2 separate regions of the Mus musculus genome follow, and region 1 is linked to region 2. The links are chromatin contacts, called in public HiChIP or PLAC-seq maps. All regions are on one chromosome and are shown on one strand. The core of a region is the stretch at or near the end of the contact, and the rest is flanking DNA. Distances in the headings are between cores, read along the strand shown. Region 1 overlaps Usp29 (ubiquitin specific peptidase 29). Region 2 overlaps Usp29 (ubiquitin specific peptidase 29).

The links. HiChIP or PLAC-seq counts read pairs in DNA pulled down with a chosen protein or histone mark.
Region 1: a contact with region 2 is called in an H3K27ac HiChIP or PLAC-seq map of extraembryonic endoderm stem cells. The contact joins two enhancer-like sites. A contact is called at or near these places in 11 of 484 Hi-C or Micro-C datasets (cerebral cortex, embryonic fibroblasts, embryonic stem cells and 4 more) and 15 of 115 datasets of contacts at active chromatin or transcription factors (craniofacial prominence, embryonic basal ganglia, embryonic forebrain and 9 more).

What each region holds. Positions count from the first base shown.
Region 1 is chr7:6,915,893-6,922,060 of GRCm38.p6, reverse strand. The region is part of intron 2 of Usp29 (ubiquitin specific peptidase 29); the gene reads right to left. Among named protein-coding and RNA genes, the nearest start is that of Zim3, 58 kb to the left of the region's middle. Within about 2 kb of position 3,845, at least 46 of the 459 cell types and tissues checked have an H3K27ac peak or open chromatin away from gene starts, as enhancers often do. A contact at or near this core is called in extraembryonic endoderm stem cells, where this site is marked.
Region 2 is chr7:6,747,143-6,753,754 of GRCm38.p6, reverse strand. The region is part of intron 2 of Usp29 (ubiquitin specific peptidase 29); the gene reads right to left. Among named protein-coding and RNA genes, the nearest start is that of Usp29, 20 kb to the right of the region's middle. Within about 2 kb of position 1,929, at least 12 of the 459 cell types and tissues checked have an H3K27ac peak or open chromatin away from gene starts, as enhancers often do. A contact at or near this core is called in extraembryonic endoderm stem cells, where this site is marked.

The DNA of each region.
Region 1 (6,168 bases), core at 2,596-5,095, 170 kb before region 2:
TTGTCTCTCTATGTCCTTCTGTTGGTCTCTCTGTGTCATGTGTCTTTGTGTGTTGTGTGTCTGTCTCTGTCTTTCTGTCTATCTCTGCTTCTCTCTGTCCCTCTGTATGTCATGTGTCTCTCTGTCTGTCTTTTTGTCTCTGTCTGTGTCTCTCTCTCTGTGCCTCTATGTCTGTCTCACTCTGTGTCTTTATCTCTCTCTCTCTCTCTCTCACTACTTTCTGCTCACTGCAGGATAAAGTAATGGCACCAGGATGAAGATTTTCTCTGGCTCCCCCTGCATTCCAAGCCCATTCCAATGTCCAGCACAGTAGATATTTTATGTGCACAGTCATGACTCAGTATCCATGGTGGATCTGTCCTAAGACTCCTGAGTATGCTACGATCCACACATAGTCAAGCCCTTTATATAAAGTGGCAGTGTTTGCAGATATTACGCATATGGATTTTTTTCCTATAGTTATTTATTTTGTGTGTTTGTATGGTGTCTGTTGCAGGGTGCACACGCGCAATGGCACACTTGAGGTGGTCAGAGGATGGTGTTCAGGAGTCTCTTCTTCCACCATGTGAGACCTGGGGAGTGAACTCACTTCATCAGGCTTGAAAGCAAATGCCTTGACTTACCAAGACAGCTCTTCAATCTCACATTTATTTTAGTCAACTTTAGATTACTTCTAGTACCTAACACCATGTAAGTTCTATGTAATAGTAATTACACTGTTGTAGGAAGTTCTGACCCTTCAAAAATACCTATGTCCTTTCATTCAGGATGTGACTTTTTTTTTCTAATTTTGTTTTGAGACAGGGTCTCACTGTGTAGCCCTAACTGGTCTTGAACTTGTTATGTAGACCAGGCTGGCTTTGAACTCACAAAAACTCTGCTTGTTTCTGCCTCCCAAGTGCTGGAGCTAAAGGTGCACACTTCTGAATGTTTTCAATGCAGATCTTGTTGCATCTATGGAGATGGAATCTATGGCTTGACAGGTAGAATGGACTGGGAAAGAGAGGGTGTGTGTGTGGAGGGCACAACATCAAAGAGAGGTGGCTGGGTAAGGTGCAGGAAGCAGAGATCCAGAATTCAGAATTCAAGCAGAGTCCCTGTGAAGAGGGGAAGAGAAATCCAGGCTGGTGTGAGGAGCTTACTGGGTGAGGAGCTTGCCCCTGTGTTCTCAGACATATGGAAGAGCAAAGCGAACATCTTCAGCTCAGATGTCCGTGATGCCCCGAAAGGTGCATGCACATTATACAAAGACTCAGCATGCCCATAAAAGACATTTTCAATATCTATGTATGTGCATGTGTGCATGCTTGCAAACACCACGGCGCAGGCTCAGAATACACAGGAGAGCTTCTAGGTGTTAGTTTTCTCCTTCCACCATGTGGGTCCTGAAATCTTACTTAGATTAGCAGGCTTGGCAGCAAGTGTTTTCATCAACAGACCCATCTGGCCTCCCACTCCTCATTTTTCTTTCTTTTTTGAGGCAAGTCTCAATAGCTCAGGCTGGCTTCAGACATGCTAGATAGCTGAGGATAACTGTGAACTCCCGATCAACCTGCTTCTGCTTGGCTGGTGTTTGGATCACAGGTACTCACTACCGTTCAGGGTTTACGTAGTGTTAGGACTGAGCCCAGATCTCATGCCTGCTCTCACAGTATTATTGATCTTTATGTGTGGTTTTGTGTGGTCGCCTCATCTGAGAAGCAAGCATCTTTAATGAGGCATTGTGGGATTTCCTTTCACCTATACTGTGTTCCTGTTCTTGTGACAATACCAGCAGCAAAGAGTAAGTGCAAAATTAATATATTAATTTAACCAGGCCAGAGTGATGGCTTGGCCAGTAAAGACATTTGCCACCAAGGCTGACAGGCTGAGTTTGATTGCTTTAACCCACATGGATTGTAGAAGGAGAGAGAGAACTGACTCAAACAGTTGTCTTCTGACTCTCATATGCTTGCAATATATATATACTAATATAACTATCTACACCAGGTATAGCGGCCCATTACTGTAATCCTAGAACATGGAAATTCAGAGCAGGAAGATTGTCATACATTTGAGGTCAGTCTGGTCTATATAACAAGATCCTATCTCAGCAACAAGAATGGACTTATCTTTGTTAATCATTCATAATCTTTGAGTGTGAGGGACAGATAAATGGCTTAATCATGAATGAATAAAAAGAAGAACAAATAGCAATCACATTGCTGGTTCTTTGGGCCAGCTTGAGATTTCTGCCTGGGATGACAGAGACCAACACAGACCTGTACTCTCCCTGCCTTTCTGCAGAGGCCTTGTCTGGTGATGCATTTTAATTACATAAAAGTCTAAGGGCTGGAGTGTCAGGCTCTGTCTCCTTCTGATCTCTCATCTGGCCATATCTGTTTCTATGGAAACCACAGCAGACTGAGAAGAGAAGGTGGCTGCCACAAGACCAGGGAGAGGGGCAGAACCTGGAGTATTATAGGCTCTGGACTCAGGCTTATAGACACACAGGTGTATGTGTGGTGTGTGTGTGTGTGTGTGTGTGTGTGTGTGCGTATGTGTGTGTGGTGAAGTGGGTGTGATGTGTATGTGGGTATGTGTGTATGGGGGTATGTGTGTGTCTGTGGTGTGTGGTGTGGTATGTGTGGTGTGTGTGTGTATGGTGTGTGATATGTGTGTAGTGTGTGTGTATGTGGTGTGGTGTGTGTAGTGTGTGTGGTGTGTGGTATGTGTATGGTATGTGTGTGTGGTATATGGTGTGTGTGTGGGTGTGTGGTGTATGGTGTGTGTGGGAGGGTGTGTGTGTGTGGTGTGGTGTGTGTGTGTAGTATATGGTATGTATGTGGGGTGTGTATGTGTGGTATATGGTATGTGGTGTGTGTGGTGTGTGTGTGTGTGTGTGATGTGGTGTATGTGTGTGTGTTTGGTGTATGGTGTGTGTGTGTGTGTGTGTGTGTGTGTGTGTGTGTGTGTGTGTGTGCACATAGGCTCAAAGTGCCAACCTGGATTCACAGTGGAGATTCTGCAAAGGTTTAAGAGTACTGAAGCAAGTGTCCATTGACCAGAGGCTTGTGTCCCTCAGAACTTCTCATCTATTATGTAGAAAAGTCTCGAGGTCAGTGAGGCACTGGACGCGCCCAAATAAAGATGTCTAGCACATGGCTGCAGCCTAGCTGATTATGGTAGCCTCTAACCTGTCCTCATCCAGACTCACCATGGAAGTTGCTACTTGCTAAATATGTGGATCCCGTGGATCCCGGGTTACACCTCAGTAACATGTGCCTGGGGCCAGCAAGAGGGCTCAGCACATCAAGGCACTTGCCACCAAGCCTGATAGCCCGAGTTCAATCCCCAGATTGGAAGAAGAGAACCAATTCCTGCAAGTTGTCCCTTGAGTTCCACATGTATATTATGTGTGAACACACACACACACACACACACACACACACACACACACACGGCACATAGTAGGTCTTCCATATAGATAGCCTTGATGGAAAGGAAAAAAGGAAAGGGATGGAGGAAGAGAAAAGATTGGTGCTGCGGAGCCGCAGTGGGCTGGTGGCTTCCTATGAGCTTTAAGTTGTTACACTGTGGAGCAAGCTGCCAGTAGAGGGCACCCGCGATCATTCTTCAGTCTGCAAACTGGAAAGGAATGGATGGACAGAGACAGAAGCAAAGAACTTTATGGCTGAAGATTGTGTCCTTTTCCCGTGGAAGAGGAGAGGGGGACAGCCACGGGATCTAATCGTTTGTGTGTTGTGTCTTGTTTTCTTGGGGAGACCGTAGTAAAGGTCCACACACTCGCAGACTTCAGTGTAAACCTCTTTCCCCTCTGCCCAGGTCCTCCAGCATCCTGACTCCCAGCTGTCTGCTGTTTACAAGGGAGGCTTGGGGTACCATACGATGTCTGTGGGCCTCCAGAGTCACTCAGTGTCAACCGCAGCCAGAGCCACCTTGCTTTGACATAAGTCTGAACTGCTTGTTGTCAACTGGGGCTTCCTTCCACACTCAGGGTAAAATCCAAGCTGCTAAGAGGGGGCAGAGGGGAAAGAGGTTTACACTGAGGCCTTGGGTATGCCTCTAAATCCTGCCTTTATCAAACTACAGGCTCCGTTTCCAGCTTCTCAGCCTCCCCCCCAACTCTGGGGTTATTAAGATCAATCTGAGTGTTCCAGAATCTCACATACTGAAGACTCAATGCCTGTGCCTCCGAATGCTTTTGGAAAAGGGATATTGATCGATTGATTGATTGATTGATTTATATGAAAATGTTGGAGCCCATATGTGCCTTGGTGCACATTTGAAAGTCAGAGGACAGTTTGAGGGAGTCGGTTCTTTTCTTCCACAATGTGGGTTCTGGAGATCAAACTCAGGTGGACAGGCTTGGTGGCAAGTGCCTTTCTTTTTGGCCCATATTTATTCTCAAGACAGGGTCTTGTTATGTAGCCTGGTGTGGCTTTGACATCACAGCAATTCTCTGGTTTCAAGCTCCTGAGAGCTAGAATGACAGGCACGGCCACCATCGGTGTCACGCGCAGCTATAAACAGCCATCCTTTTATTTTTGCTATGCAGGAGACAGAGCCTAGGGCCTCCCTCACTGGTGGATTCCAGACATTCTGTGTCTCCAACCCTGGAGACAGGGTCTTTAACACAAACAAACATACACTTATTTATTTATTTATTTATGTGTCCCTGCGTGTGTGTTGCTTCGTGAATGACGCTGTAAATGTGGAGGTCAGAGGTCGGCTTACAGGAGTTAGTTCTCTCCTAACATATGGGTCCTGGGTCACTGAACTTGGGACATCAAACTTGGCACAAGGGGCTTTGTCTGCTGAGCTATCTTGGCAGCCCCGAGATAGAGTTGTAATAGATGTGATTAAGGCAAAATGAGAGGGGCTGGCCATCCATGTTTATAGCAAGGTTATTCACAAATAGCCAAATTACAAGAGTAATTTAGATGCCCATCAACCGACGAAAGGATAAAGAGAATGTAATAGGCAGCAGCATGTTCCCCCCCTACCCCCCCAGTGGTGCATTATTCAGGCATAAAGCATAAAATTATGTCATTTTCAGGAAAATCGATGGAGATCATTACGTTAAACAAAGAAGCCCCACTCAGAAAGACAAGTATTACGCGTTCTGTCTCAGACGCAGAACCTAAATCTTATCATATCTACAACGTGAGAACAAACAGGACAATGGAGGAAAGAAAGAGGCCACCAGGAGCAGTGAGAAAGGACGGGGACCGTGCAGAGGATCACGAGAAGCACACAATGACCCGTATATGGAAATGCTGTGCTGAAACCTGTTGCTTTTTTTGTCTTGTTATGTTGAGGCAGGGTTTCTCAGTAGGTAAGCTGCCTTGAAACTCACTCTGCAGACCAGGCTGGCCCCGAACTTAGAGGTCCACCTGCCTCTGCCTCCCGAGTGCTGGGACTAAAAGTGTGCGCCACCACCAATTGGCTGATACCTTTTTTTTTTTTTTTTTTTTGACTTTTTTTTTTTTTTTTTTTTTTGAGATATGACCTCACTTTGCAGCCCAACTGTCCTGAGCTGTATAATCCAAAACGCCCTTGAACCCATAACCATCTTTCTTTCTTCAGCATCCTGAGTTCAGAAATTACCAGGCATGAGTCACTACTTGAAATTTATTATTTCCTATGTCAAGTTAAAAAACAAAAACTTCAAGCTGGAGAGATGGGCCTGTGGGTAAGAGAGGGCGCCTGCTGCTCTTGCAGAGGACCCAACTACAGTTCCCAGCATCTATGTCAGTGGCTCAAAACAGCCTGTAACCCCAGCTCCAGCAGATCTGGAACCATTAGTATGTCTTTTTTCCAGATTGGGAAACTGAGGCATGGATTAAAACAAAACAAAACAAAACAAAACAAAACAAAACAAAAACAAAACCTACTGTTGCAAGGCTGTAGAGATGGCCCCATCAGTAGATGTCTGCCTTGCATGTGTAGGGCCAGACTCTTATTGAGTTTTGAGGAGCCAGACCCAGGTCCTCAGACTTGGACAGCAGGCGCTTTACCTACTGAGTGAGCTATTGCCCCAGGCCTCCGTTTCTTTGAATTCTAAACACCAAATGCTGCTCTTGGCTGTGAAGGTTCCCAGAACTAGATCAGAGCCTGATGGATGAACAGTAGGCAGACGCTCAGAGTGTAGCCATAATTAATGTC
Region 2 (6,612 bases), core at 680-3,179:
TTCTCCAGATCTGGAGAGAGCAACAGAATTCTTGCATAAGCTAACAGTGAGTTAGTCAGGGATTCAGGGAGCCCTCCCTTCCCCCACCAATTTAGGTTGTCTCCAATTGTTCTGGCTTAGACCCTTTCAAGAGCTGTTAGCTGTTGTTAGCCACAGAGTCAGGTTCACTCTATTACCATGGAAACTGCAGCTGGAGTGGGAAAGGAAGGGATTGAAATTTTCCAGCTCTTCGACAGGCTGGGAGGAGGTAGGAGGTGGGAGAGGAATCTGACCAGCATACCGTCCTCGTCATCTTCTCGGGTCTCAAATAAACTTAACATTCAATGTTTAATGAAGGTATGAGACCAGAAGTCATTCATGTGCACATTTTCTCTCTCTGTCTCTGTCTCTCTTACACACACACACACACACACACACACACACACACAAAATTAAAAGAAAAAAATTAAAACAGGATGTAGTTCCAAGCAGCCCAAGCTTATAAATTGCTGGGCGTTTTGTTTTGTTTGTTTGTTTGTTTGTTTGTTTGCTTGCTTGCTTTTGGTCAGGCCCAGTTTCTGAGCTCCCTTGTAACTGTGTGGTTGTTTGGAGGCGCATGTTTATCCATTCCCTTGCAATACAGCTTTCTTTTCTCCTCCAGTTCTTTTTCTAAAAGTATTAAGGCCGTCTTCTCTCTCAGACTTAACAGTTGCATTGCTGTATTAGAGTGCTAGACAAAGTACAGGACAGCCAGCAGATCCAAATTGGACATCATTCTTGTGTGTGTGTGTGTGTGTGTGTGTGTGTGTGTGTGTGTGACTGTTTATGCAAAATTCAAATTTAGCTGGGCTAGTCTGTGTTTCTTTTGTAATTTCTTAAATCTGGATGCCCTAGCTCTCACACTACTTTTTTGCTGCTTTGCAGCAGAGGCAACATTGGTTTTATCAACTCCTCTATAAGACCGTTCACCATCCAGTAGAACAGTAGACCACCGAGTCTCAACCTTCCTGATGCTGCCACGCTTTGATATAGCTCCTCATGTTGTAGTGACCCCCCACACACCATAAAATTAACTGTAATTTTGCTACTGTTATAAGTCATAATGTCATAAGCCTTTGGAGATAGAGGCTTGCCATAGTGGTCAAGACCCACAGGTTGACAACTGCTGACGTGGACTCAGGCCTTAGTCACTGGGAGAATAGTTATTGACTGGGTTACAGATACGGTTCAGTTGACAGAGTGCTTTCCTAGAATGAATAAAATCCCGAGTTGGACCCCCAAGACTCAGGATGAGCAGGTAAGATGATCAGAGGTTCAAAATCATCTTGGCTATCATAGCTAGTTTGAGGCTTGCCTAGACTTCATTAGATTTTGTCTTTTAAAAGAAGAAATGGATGGTCGGTGGTACTCACCATTAATCCCAGCATTATTTTAATCTTAGGAACTACAGATGAAATGCTAACATTATTACTCTGTACAAAACACATGAAATACTAACACGCTGAACAAATAATAGCATGAGATTAAAAATTAAGTTACTAACACATTTCATTTAAGATTCACTATGTAGTCAGGTGATGATGGTGCACACCTTTAATCCCAGCACTCAGAAGGCAGATCTTTGAGTTTGAGGTCAGCCTGGTCTATAAAGTGAATTTCAGCACAGCTAGAAATACACAGAGAAACCCTGTCAAAACAAAACAAAACAAAACAAAAACAAAAAACAAAAACAAAACAAAACAAAAAAACCCCACAAAATAAATAAATAAATAAAGTAAAATGAAAGAAAGAAAACAGAGAAAAAACCCATGTCACTGAACACCTATTCCCTCAGATCCTTGGGTATAATACATAGAGGCCGTCAGAGGAATTGGTGAGGAGCCTATAGCTAAGGGCATGTGCAAAGACCGGCAGCCTGACTTGGAAGTAGACGGGAAAGCTGGGTCAAGAGACATGCGCAGAGCAGAGTAACTGAGAAACTTCAGCTCATAGGCTTCCAAGCAGGGAGATACCTCATGTGGCTGCCCTCAGCAGCCCATTGGGAGGCAAGGATTCAGTTGATGACAGCACAGCCCAAGTTCCCTAAAGGTTAAAAGATCCTAGATCCAAAGAGTAAAGAACAGAGAAAGCCCAGGCAGGGCCTTCTCCTGGGGTACCCCCACCCACGCCACGCCAAGTACCTTTGCGCTACAACTGCTGTGTTCTCTCTCAGAACTTGGCGTTCCTAATTAGCATCGACCAGAGGAGGAGAAGACCCTAAGAGGCTTAGCGAGGGGTCTGAGGATTCTTTGCCAAGGTAACTGACCTTTAAAGCTTTATTGAGATTTGATTCACGGAAGTCAAAACTGCACCAAGCATACAACTCAGTGTTAATGCTTCAAGGAAATTTATAAAGTGGTAGTTCCTTGCTCTCGACCTCTTTCCGGATCAGCTGTGGGTCATCGCCAGCATTTGCTCTCAGAACACCTCCACCCACCCCTCACAGGAAAAAAAAAATCCCCTTTCTACCAGCCCGTTTGTGTGGGTTGTGACTCCCAGCCGCAGGGAAGCCTCCATCCGTTTGTCTTTAGGCTTTCCATTCCCAGCATCTCATAGAAGTGTAATCTTCGCTATTTACCATCCCTTCTTTTAACTAATCAAGGTTGCAGTTTTATCAGGAGTTTGGTATCCCTCTTAAATGGTTTGAGAAGCTCAGAACTGCACTGCAGGGGATTCAGGTGAGTTGTGGGGAATACTGAGTGTGACTAGAGAACGGAGGGCTGTCCCCACCCCCCACCCCCAGTCTACTCCCAACCCCATCCTCAAGTGTGGCTTCTTTGGCCAATTTCTCTTTACCCTGGATTGAACACGTTTGTTATTTTTTATTTTACTGTCGGGAAGACTGTTAAGGATGCTCTCTTAGTTCTCTGCCTGGCTTGGCTTTAGATCTAGGCCCTCTCCCTTGCTAGTAAAGCAACTCTCGTGTCTTAGTTCTCGGGGAACAGCGGTTTCTGGATTAAACGAAGAGAAAGTGACTGCATAGATTCAGCCATGTGGCTGAAAACATTTCCTCTCCGTTTCCTGCGGGGATTCTTGCTTCCATCTGTGCATTCATCCACCTATCAACCTCTTCATGAACTCACAAATAAAATAAAATTTAAAACCAAACCAAAACAAAAAACAGGCTGGATGTGATGGAAAATGCTCCTAGTCCCTGCACTTGCTAACAAAGGCAGAAAGTTCTCTATTAGTTTGAGACCAGCTTGGTCTACACAGAGACTTCTATGCCAGTCAGGGCTATATAGGAGACCCTGTCTCAAAAACAAACAAACAAAAAGAAAAGGTAAAATCCTCACCAAGGCTCCATGGCTTCAAAATGGCAATTTTAACTGTATAGAAGTCTAGTGAGATATAGAAAGTTTGGAACGGAGCAAGTTTTTGAGTGGTTATATTAATCTAGCTGTGGGATAGTTTTACTTATGAGCTCACTATCTTAAAAGTATAACCTTTCTGTTAATTTTTGTGTGTGCATGTGTGTGGGTACATGCCTACCACAACATGTAAATAGAGGCAGGAGGACAACTTTCAGGGATTTCTTTCTTCTTCCATTGTATGGGGACCAGGGGATCAAACTCAGGTCGCTAGACTTAGCAGCAAATTCTATTACCCACAGATCTATCTCATCTACCCATTTAGACAGGGTCCCTAGGCCAGGGTGCCCTCCTTCCCCCATCTAGCTAGGCAAGTGTGACCCTTACGTAGCCGTCTCCATTTTGTGCTGTGCTGGAATCACAGGCCTACACTGCTATGTTTGGTTGTACGTAGTGATGAGGATCGAACCCAGGGCTTTGAACATGTTAGACAAACATTTTACCAACAGATCTATACCCCTAGCTAGGATCCTGTGTTTGGGAAGAAAAAAGAAATGGTGGTATTACATTTTGTTAATAAGCTCACTTTAAAACAAACAAACAAACAAACAAAAAAACCAGTCCAGGTCAATTTGTAATACAAAATTATTTGCTCACTTGCAGTTGATGGAAATTTAATCCTCCATCCCCCAAGATTATTTTCATAATTTTGGTACTTAATGTTTTTCTAATAACAGCTGTTCAACTCTGGAAATGAGGTGTTTGCTTTGTGCATGCAGGTTTACTTGATATAATCAAATGCTAGAGCATAAAGAGCGTACATAGTCTGTGGAGGTAGAAACATGGGTTAGAGTCCCAACTTCTCTTCTTTTTCTTAACCTTTTGAGGCCCACCCGGGGTTCATCCACAGAAGTGGGTAACAATGGCAGGCTACCTTCCCTGGCTGTCAGGGGGATTAGCTAGAAATGTCTGACTGAGCTCAGCACCTGGCAGTGGAGGGGACATTGCGCAACTGTCAGCTGTTGTTATTTTCATTATGCTGAGTTCCTTCCAATTAAAATCACTCGGGGATCATAAACCGCTGTGAACCAGTTAATTAAAACGAACTGGGAAGAACTCCACTGGTTTCTAGGCCTTGGCACGCTTTGTGGGACGGATGAGTTATCTGTTCCTTGAAAGTTGGAAGGAAGTTTCTGCTCCTACTAAAGTCACCATTTCCAGGCATGCCTTTTCCTCCCTTTTGAGGGGTGGGGTGGGGAGATACTTATTAAAATAGTCCCCTGACATTTAAATTCGAGTTTTAAATTTTAATCCTAAGAATGGGGTCAGCCAGCTCTTTCTGTAAAAAACAAAATGGCAAAATTTCAGACTTCATGGCACATGCAGTGCCTTATTTCTTAGGAATTATTTTAAAATTGTGTGTGTGTGTGTGTGTGTGTGTATACAGGCCGAGTACCAATTGACTGCAAAGGGTACGAGATGTTGTTAGATTTTTGGAACCTGAAGCTACCAGGTGGCTTTGAGCTGACATGTGGGTGCTGGGAATTGAACCCAGGTTTTCTGGAAGAGCAGCCAGTGCTCTTAATCACAAAGTCATCTCTACAGCCTTACAATCTGGGTTCTAATGGTGACCAATTACTTAACCATTGAGCCATGTGATTTTAGAGCCCGTACCCAAGGCTCTCTGTATCTGTTCTCCTCTGTAAAATGGGATTTACTGGTCATAACTACTGTAGACTGGTGTCATGCGGGTTTGGTAAGTGAACAGCTATAAAGTGCTTAGAACTGTGCCTGCCGTTTATCAGTCATTAGCTTTATTACTTCAAAATAAGGTATATTCGGGGTTTCACGTGCCTGTGCTAGGTTATTAAGATCTCTCTCTCTCTCTCTCTCTCTCTCTCTCTCTCTCCCCCTCCCTCCCTCCCTCCCTCCCTCCCCTCTCCTTTTGATGCTCTTAAGATGTATAATGTATGTGAATTATTCCTTGGGAGGGTGGAGGAAGTTGTCTATAAGCTGACAAGGGCTTGGAGCACATTTTGATGAAGGCATTCCTTTGACATTGCCAAGTTCTTAGAATCTACCTTTCCAGAATGATACATTTCATTATGGCTTTCAAATTTAATAGCCTAGAAATGTACCCAGTGGTTATTGAAGACTTCAGGCATCTGGCAGATTTGGAATTCATTCCGAGACCTGCCATCCACACTAACTTGTAACCTGGAGGGGGATTAAAAAAAAAAAGAATAAAAGACAGTAACCTTTCAAGGCTCACCTCTCTACAATAAAAGATGGACAGAAAGAGCAGTTATGCCATAGAGTTCTTACAGCAATTAACTACACCGTGTATAAAGAGTCTGGGATGGGGGCGGCTTACACATTGTAAAATTTTAATAAGTGATAGTTATTATTTTTACTATCCTCCAGGGCATTCACTCAGGAAGACCCATTTAAGATTAAAAGCCATTTGCTGGGTTCTTAAATGAACAGTGGTCTCCTCTTACTGTAGGTCTGAAGTGTCTACCTGTGGGGCCTGGAAAAATGGCTCAGCTGTTATGACTGTCTGTTGCTCTTACAGGGAACCAGAGTTCGGTTGCCAGCATTCAGCACCCAAGCAGCTCACACCTGCCTGTAACTACAGCCCCAGAACACACACTCCCATGCGCTCTCTCTCTCTCTCTCTCTCTCTCTCTCTCTCTCTCTCTCTCTCTCTCTCTCACACACACACACACACACACACACACAGTCTTTTCCACTCACTCTTTTTCTTTTTCTTACTTTAAAATATGCCTAATTGTATAAGAATTAATTGGTTCCTGAAGCTTACCTTCACGAGCCTGTTAGCTGTGCTTTCTCAAGGGTGGGCATTTCTGATGCTCAAGTGTGTGGGAATGTTTTAGAGCACAGTAAGCAGTAGAGACTGAAGCAGATTGAAATCTTGTCTTTCCCACCTTCTAGGTTCTGAACTTGAGTACATAATATCCTCTATGGGTTACAGGCTTCTTATCTTTAAAACAAGCATATTGCTTTCAGTTTCAATAAGGCTGCTGGGTGGATTAATATAGCCATATGTGGATTTTTAATATCAGCTTTATTAAGCCATGATTCACATACCTAAGATTCACCCATTGCAATTGTATGATTTGGTAGCACCAAGTGTACACCAAGAGTCATCCAGCTATTACTGCAATCAATCTAAAGAAACTCTGACCTATGATCTCTGTTTTCTCTAGCCTTAGGCCATTAAATTTACTATATAAATTCTCCTACTCTTGACATTTGTGTA